Regions from separate parts of the Mus musculus genome. Here region 2 is linked to region 1. A link is a contact called in public promoter capture Hi-C data. All regions are on one chromosome and are shown on one strand. The core of a region is the stretch at or near the end of the contact, and the rest is flanking DNA. Distances in the headings are between cores, read along the strand shown. Region 1 holds the start of 1700102H20Rik (RIKEN cDNA 1700102H20 gene). Region 2 holds the start of Snx9 (sorting nexin 9).

Region 1 (3,881 bases), core at 641-3,140:
CACAAAATGAACATGTTAATTAACTTAAAATAATTTCAGTTGATACAGTATTTGAGAAGCTTGGCTACTGAACTTGGAACTTGAAACGTGAAGAACTCGGGGTATCTTCTCTAGATGCATTGCTGGTGACCCTGGGTAGGTTGAATGACTGTACTTGCTGGTATTTCTTCCCTGCAGTATAGGAATAATAACATTTCCAAAGGAACACAAAGGTAAAAAAACAAACAAAACAAAACCTACCAACCATCCAAACAAAGCCCAATTGCCTGAATAGACACCTTCTAGGTATAGTGTTTTATGGAGAATATTATCTCTGAATCAAATATCAAATCAAAGTTTTTTTATGACACTTTGGGGAATTGCCACCACATTCTCACTTTCTAAAAGAGATACATCAGTCAGCCCATGGTTTCTGCTGATCTAGCAACCACTAAAGTGGATATGTGGACTTTTTACTTCTCCACACGGCCCAGAGTGGTCTGGTTTTACATTAGCTTTTTTTTTTTTTTTTTTTTTAAACTACCAGAACCATAAACGATGTGTAATTCACTTATAACCAAGTGAAATCAGACGGAAAAAAGTAAAAATCTTCCCACTTATGAAAAATATTTTAAAAGTTTTCATTTCTTTCTTGTGTTCTCAGACATCACAGGAAGACAGAACCTATTTGTCTTCTCTTGGTACTTGGATTTTAACCCTCAAATAGCCTTTCTCCATTGGATTCCCTGCCTGATGAGTAAGCCTTCCGTTTCCACTCTGAAGTGTGGGAAAGTGGCTGAACCGCCCCAAGTCTCACTTTCACCACTACGTAATAATAAAATCTACCCGAATCTGTATGGTAACAATTAGTGAGCGAATAATTCCAAACCACTCAGTTGTGAGACCTGGCACACATTTCTTTTAGTTGAGCTTTTTAAAAGAGCAACCCCTTTATGGTTCACTCTGAGAGCAGTGGAGAGACCACAATGCTTGCAGCATGAATGAGCTTTTAGAAAAAGCTTCAAAGGCTAAAAGAGTGGTCCTGATGCTGACCTTGCTGGCATTGCTTAAAAACAGCAGCCACCGCGCATGCACTAGACTACAGCTGGAATCTGTGAACTTCCAGCTTTACGAAATTCGTGGCCTCGCAGGGCTTTCTTGATCCTGTTTTAATCGGAAGTTAGCAATATGTGTCCTGTTTCGCAAGACTACACCTGAGAGATTTAAAAGGGAATATGAAATAGTAACAAGTGGTATCAAAAACACTTCTCGAAGTTTAAAGTGCTTAGCTCAAGAGACAAAATTACAGCATATTTAAAGACCCAGAATGGCTTTCATTCACCATTCTAAAATTAGGCAGCCCTTGGAATTCTTTCAAACAACTCCGGCCAGAAAATGGACATTGTTCAATGACAAGAAAAGAGAAATTATCTAGAGACACAGTTTAGTTGGTTACGGTTAGCTTTTTGCTTTACTTGAGTCAGTTGGTCTCTTGCTATTGGTTAAAGCTGGGGTGCTGTTAACGGGCTGGCATTCAGCCATTTGCTCTAAAGTCTAAGTCTTAAACTCGGTTTTCAGCAGGCTTACCTTAAATAAGCCTATAGTTCTCTATGGAACTAAGTTCTGAAAGAAGTAATGGACGCGAAGAAATAAAAAGTATCTAGCCTACGGGGGTGGGGCGGTAACCAGTCTACAAACAGCAAGCAACCAATCACCATCTTTCCTGCTACAAATCAAAAGTCAAGCCTTTGGAATGTCAAAGGCCTGCGGAGCCTCCCAGAGGTTACAAAGACCACGCCTCCTAGCCTCCGCCCCCTCTCCTCTCCCAACCTGCACCGCTTTCGGCCTGACGCGTCCTGAGCTCCCAGTACATACAGACTTCCTGTCAGTTTCGTCATTTCCGGCAGGTTTCTCCATCCAACCAGGTGGCCTCAGAGGCGGGCAGTCTTCTCCAAGGTCCCACCCCCTGCGCGCCGTGCACCTTTCCAGCCGCTGCGCGTGGCTGTGTATGTGGGTCTCTCATGGCTGCCTCGGGGAAGCTCGGCACTTTCCGCCTTCCCCCGTTGCCCACCATTCGGGAGATCATTAAGTTGTTCGGACTGCGAGCGGTGAAACAGCTTTCCCAGAATTTCCTCCTGGACTTGAGGCTGACAGGTGGCTGAGTCGTCAGTTCGCCCGGGTCTCCGTGGTGGGCGCGGCCGGGTGATGGAGCGGGTTGGGGCGGGCGGCTGTCAGTCAAGCGCTGCTCCTCCGGTCCTCGCGGGCTAGGGCGACGACTGGTCGACCGCTTTGCGGGCGGGAGATGTTTCCCGCGCGCTTTATGATGCGCCAACCTGCCTCTCGTTAGCCCGGCTCAGTAAAGCGCGTCTGTAAGCTCAGCACTCGAGGAGCAGAGGCAGGAGGATTGCCGCCAGTTAGAAACAGATGGACTCTTTCAAAAACGAAACCAAGAGAGTAAATAGGATAAACGTTCACTTAAGTCTAGGGATCCCTCTAGGGACTGGAGATTCGCTCTGTAAAGTCATACTAACCAAACGGCGCCTACAGCTACCTTGTGCCAATGCTGGGACCACCGTCCCAACAACAGCCCTGAGTTTGCAGTTAATAAGTTGACATTCTCCGGCTTCTTTAAAAATTACTTTTATGCGATTAAACTTATATAGGGTGAAGGTCACCAGTTTGACACCCATGTTTTGATGAGTTTTCACAGGTGTTTGTTGGTTTACTTACCACCCATGTCATAGTAATGCTCTCCTCTTGAGAATAAGATCCATCTGTTGCAAATAAAGGTGCTAGCTGACTGTTGGAGTACTTAGCATGTTAACCCCCTCAAGTTAAAAGGGTAAGTGTGTCATACACACACTCCGTCCCCAAAATCAATTTTGATTGCATGGACCACAAAGCATAAGTTACTTTTATTTCTTGTTTTTGGAGCCTTTATTCGACCCGTAGAATTTGGGTAAAACAGTTAACTCCACTTAAGTTTTCTCATCTCTTATTTGATAGAAAGGCCTACAAGGACCTTAGGATGCCTACTTTTAGATTCTTTGGTTCTAGCATCCTCTCCCAGTCATGCTAAATATAAGCACATGCTAAATATAAGCACCATTCTCTGCTGAAATGCAGTCTCCTATGTCTAAGGCTGGCCTCAAGCTCACTACATGGCAGGTGTTATTGAGTGTCTGGCCCTCCTGCCTTCTCCCAAGAACCGAAATGAAAAGCATATGCCACCATGCTCAGTTACTGATTGCTGACTGTGTAACCCAGGGCTTCACACATGCTAGGCAAGCACTCTTATCAGTTAATTGAATTACATCACCAGCCATTCAATTTGTTATCTATGTTCTCATGTGTGTCCCTGGAGTAAGTTCCAGATTCTTAGGTTCTCTATTCAGTCTTTGTGAGGGTGGGGGGTGGGGTGGGGGGAGGGGGAACCAGAGTGAAAGCAAATAAAGGTGCTTGTCCTAGAGAACTCAGGTGGAGCAGGGTTGAACCAGACTTAGGGGGTTGACACCTCGTCTATGTCTGGTTGCACTTAAGCGTTCCTGCAAAGTTTAAGAATGAAACCACTGCCCCACCTGTTGCTGCTTTCCATTTTCAAACTGAGTTCAGAATTCCCTGGTTTAATAAATGACTCTGATGCCCTCCGAGAGACCAGTTGGTAACTGGTAACCAAACAATGATTTGGTTTTAGAATCCCCACCTTGGTTCGAGGTCCTCTCCAGCCATTTGCTTTTCTTTATGACATTGTACAAATTAAACAATAGACAAGGACAGCGTGCAGTTCAGATAAATTATATTAGAGTGGTAGCTGCAGGAATTAGGTTAGGGCATGTACGTACCAAGACGCAAAGCTGGCTAGGGCTGCTGATTTCCTCACTGTAGCTGTACAATACTGTTTG
Region 2 (3,881 bases), core at 834-3,333, 2.3 Mb before region 1:
GGAAGGGAAGAACTCCAACTCTTCAGCTGTGGGGAAGGGAAGAGGTGTGTCTTTCAGGGACCAACTCAAAAATGAGCTTTGCTTTGACACACAAACGGAGAAAAGCGCAGAGGAGTTCCCTTTAACGAGGCTTTCCCAACCAGCCCCTTTCTTCAGAGGGCAGTGGTTTGTCCTCTGGTCCACCTGGGGATGCGGCCTCTTGGAACTGTGATTACAAACTAGGGAAGGGCACCAACAGGCAGCCAGGAGAGCTGGAATTTGCCTTCAGAAGCAGATAACAAGTAGGAAGTGCTTACACAGGTAGTGAGGCAGTGTGCAGAGGGGTCACAGGCACCTCAATTTCAGCCCAAGGACAGCCGTGCTTTTTCACTGGAAACATAAGGCTTCGCCACCATCAAATAAAACTTTTTCCTCTGCTTGGATATATGCATTACTTGCTAAGCTGAAGTAGGCATGCATGCCTCAGATCAGTACAAATATTACAGAATAGGGTCTATGTCACAAATCATTGTCAATGTTGCAAGATAACTCTGTAATTGAATTTTCAATTTCTGAAATGTCTAGGCAACAAACCTCAAAAATCCTCTGCTTAAATTAGGTTTCATCTCCAACAAAGTTTGTCACAATATAAGTATATTGAAAGGTAGGTAGTTGTCTTATATCTAGGAAAACCAAGCAACAACTGCTCAGATATACTACTAACAAGGCAATTATTTCAACAGTAGCAGTAGGTTTCTGAAGAAGCTTCATTTACATATAAACACTACACCTAGACAGAGTCAGGACAGAGAAAATGAATTTTTCTGGGCCCCAACTTCAACAGACTAAATGAAATCAGGCACTTCTGACCTTCCAAATTCCTTAACACTTTCCTATACCTTCTATAAACACCCATCTTTAAAAAAAAAAAAAAGTTTTCATCAAGCCAGAAGTAGCTTAGACGTGTCAAAAATAAATCTGGAAAAGGCACGCTGTTTGTAAAGGTGACATAATCAAAGCTCCGAGTACCAGTCTGTCTGCTACCCGCACATCGCAGGTCTATCAGAGGTTCACCTATGGTGCCTCCCACCCCAGGTCCTCACTTCCAAGGCTTAGGCTTTTCCCGGTGGCTATTTCATTCCCAAGTGACTACTGAAACCGCACAAGAAAAAGGAACAGGAGAAACTAATTTTTGTTGTTGTTGTTTTGTTTTTGCAGACTCAGATAGCAAAAACGGACTGCTAATTTCACAAACAATAACAAAAAAATAAGCAAACCAAGATTCCTGGCCATTTACCAAGCAGGAACCAAAGTTCCACTAAGCAGTTGGGGCCTGGGCCTTTTATGTTTTCTTTCTTTCTTTTTCTTTTTTTTCTGCCGGCAAACACGTAATCTAAAAGCACAGTCATTTCCCTCTTGATACTTTATTCGCTCCGAAAACGTCCCATTCAAACAGAAAAAGCCAGCCAAAACCAAAAGGAAAAAATGAGAGCCTGGAAGGCAGTGGACGCGGAGGGAGCGTGACTCCCGGAGGCTGCAGCGTCCTCCCCGCCCGGCTCGAGCGCCGGGCTGCCGTACGGAGGAAGGAGGCAGGCGCCAGGCTCAGTGCGGAGCGGCAGCGTCCGAGTGGCCCGCGCGCTGCTCCGGGGCTACGGGAACTCCGCGTGCCGGGGCGCCCGTCTCCGCTCAGGTGCAAACTTTGCGGAGCCGCCGCCGCCCAGGGGGAGCGGACCCCAGCGCTCGGCGTGACCCCGCTCTGGTGCCCGAGGTCGCGGGGTGAGGGGTGGGGGGAGCTCGCGAGCGACGCGTCGGGGCGCTTCGGCCTCGCCACGGCGCCGCGGAGCCGAACGGCCGGTCCGGCCTGCGCCGCGCGCCCCTCACCTTGGTGGCCATGGCGGGCGGTTCCCCGGCCCCGGCGGGCCGGCTGGTCTCCCGTGCTGCGGAGCTTCGGCCCTAAGCGGGCGGGGAGGTCGACTCCGTCTGCGGTTCGGTGGCTGCGGCCCGGCGCGGCGGCTCCGCCTCAGTCCTGCTCTCGGCGCTCCGGCCCCCGCGGCTCGGCGACTCCCGCCGCCGCCCGCGCCTGCAGTTCCTGAAAGTCCCGGCTGCGCGGCCCCCGCCCCCGCCGGCCAAGCCTCCCATGGACCGCGGCGTGCGCGGCGGAAGCGCGCCTGGGGCCTCGGCCGCAGCCCGGCCTCCTCGCCCGCCCCGGCCTCCGCCCCGACCCCGCCGCCCGCGGCTCCGAGCGCAGGGCCCTGGCTGGAGCGGCGGCTGCGGGGTCGGACGGGCGTCGGGGTCGCGGCCTGGTCGCCGCCGCCGCCGAGCCGTTCGCTGGGCGCGGCGCCGAGGGGGGCTGTGCCTCAGGCCCGGCTCTCTGCGAGCCGGAGAACGGTGATCCCCGGGAACTGACGGGAGCCACCCGCCTGGGATCCCGGGCCCACGGCGGGGCTTGCTGAGGGATCGGGGTGCTTGGGGGTGACTACTGCGAGCGCCACACGGACAAGCCAGCCCAGGGCGAGCAATGGCTTCCTGCATCTAGGCTGCATGGGATTTCTCGGAGGCTGTGATCTGGCCTGGGCTTCTGGGCCTGGACGCTTGGGGACTCCACCTGAGATGACCCAATTCTGCCCTTTGGATTGTTTAAAAATGCCTCAAGAAGTTTGAGGGCGCAACAGGTTTCCTTAAGTTAAAAGAGAAGCCCGAATTATAACATCTTTGATTGAGAGTAGTTTGTCTGCAGTTGGATCTGTATGGGTTTTATTAATAAACGAATGGTTTGAATTGATCGATGAGACTTTCACAAAAGATGAGACTGGAAGATTTACCTTAATCAGTGCAATAGTTTAATGCAGTTGTTTATAATAAGGATGCATCTTCTAGACAAATAAAATCGACTCTCTTATCCCAGGAAGTTGATATTTAATTTTACTGTCAAATTTGTAGCTTCTAGGACTGGGGGTGGTAGAAAGAATGACACATAGGTGTTTGCACCCCAGCACTGGGGAAAAAAAAATGTTTTTTTTTACTGACCAGAGAATTTGCAAGTTACAGCCAAAAATAGTGTTTAAGTGGTAATTCAGAGTTTTCTGTGGATGTTTGTGTGTATCAATGCTATAGTCAGGCATGGAAATATTCTTGTGTCTGTGTGTGTGTTACTGCTAGCTAGTGTCATGTCTACTTGACAAAGGCTAGAGTCATGTTAGAAGTAGGGGACCTCATCTAGGGGAAAACAAAAACAAAAAACACCAGATTGACTTTCAGTCATGCCTGTGGTGTATTTTCTTGATTATTAAAGGTGTGTGAAGGCCCAGCTATGTCGCCCAGCCCACATCTGTGCTGGTGGCCCTTGTTGCTGTAAGAAAGCAGGCTAATCAAGCCCTGGGGGACAAACCAGTAAGCAGCTGCCCTCCATGGCCTCTGCATCAGTTCCTGCCTTCAGGTTCCTGACCTGAGTTTCTGCCCTGATTTCTTTCCATGATGGAGTCTGACACAGGAGCGTAAGCAAAATAAACTCTTTCCTCACCAAGTTGCTTATCATAGGATTTATTTTATCACCACACTAGGAACCCTAACACACACATACAAGTTATGAGTGTGAACATGCATATAGCACGTGTGAAGTCAGAGGACAACTTATAGGAGTCTATTCTCTTCTTCCACCACGTAGGTCCTGGAGGTCAAACTGAGACAGTGGCTGCCGAGTCCTTATCAGCTGAGCCATCTGGGCAGTCCAGGCTGTTGTCCTTCTCCTGACAGGAACAGGGAAGTCATTGAGACCCTTCTTTCTGTATTCTAGACAGGAAGCCCATATCCTATTTAACCCTTTGAAAAAGTTATTATTTATTTACAATGATAAATCATGGCTCAAATAACTGACTTGGTAATATCAAAATTGAAAGTAACCC

The links. Promoter capture Hi-C pulls out the DNA fragments that hold promoters and counts their contacts.
Region 2: a contact with region 1 is called in a promoter capture Hi-C map of liver, with 7 times the contacts expected there. The contact joins the promoter of Snx9 here to the promoter of 1700102H20Rik in region 1. A contact is called at or near these places in 2 of 39 promoter capture datasets (cranial neural crest and liver) and 1 of 9 other capture datasets (adipose tissue).

What each region holds. Positions count from the first base shown.
Region 1 is chr17:3,555,833-3,559,713 of GRCm38.p6, reverse strand. It overlaps 1700102H20Rik (RIKEN cDNA 1700102H20 gene), which reads right to left and starts at 1,890. Exons shown (of 2, transcript NR_045303.1): 1 at 1,810-1,890; 2 at 1-171. It overlaps Tfb1m (transcription factor B1, mitochondrial), which reads left to right and starts at 1,959. Exons shown (of 7, transcript NM_146074.3): 1 at 1,959-2,133. The coding sequence starts at 2,001.
Region 2 is chr17:5,839,526-5,843,406 of GRCm38.p6, reverse strand. Snx9 (sorting nexin 9) reads right to left here and starts at 2,083. Exons shown (of 18, transcript NM_025664.6): 1 at 1,861-2,083. The coding sequence starts at 1,872.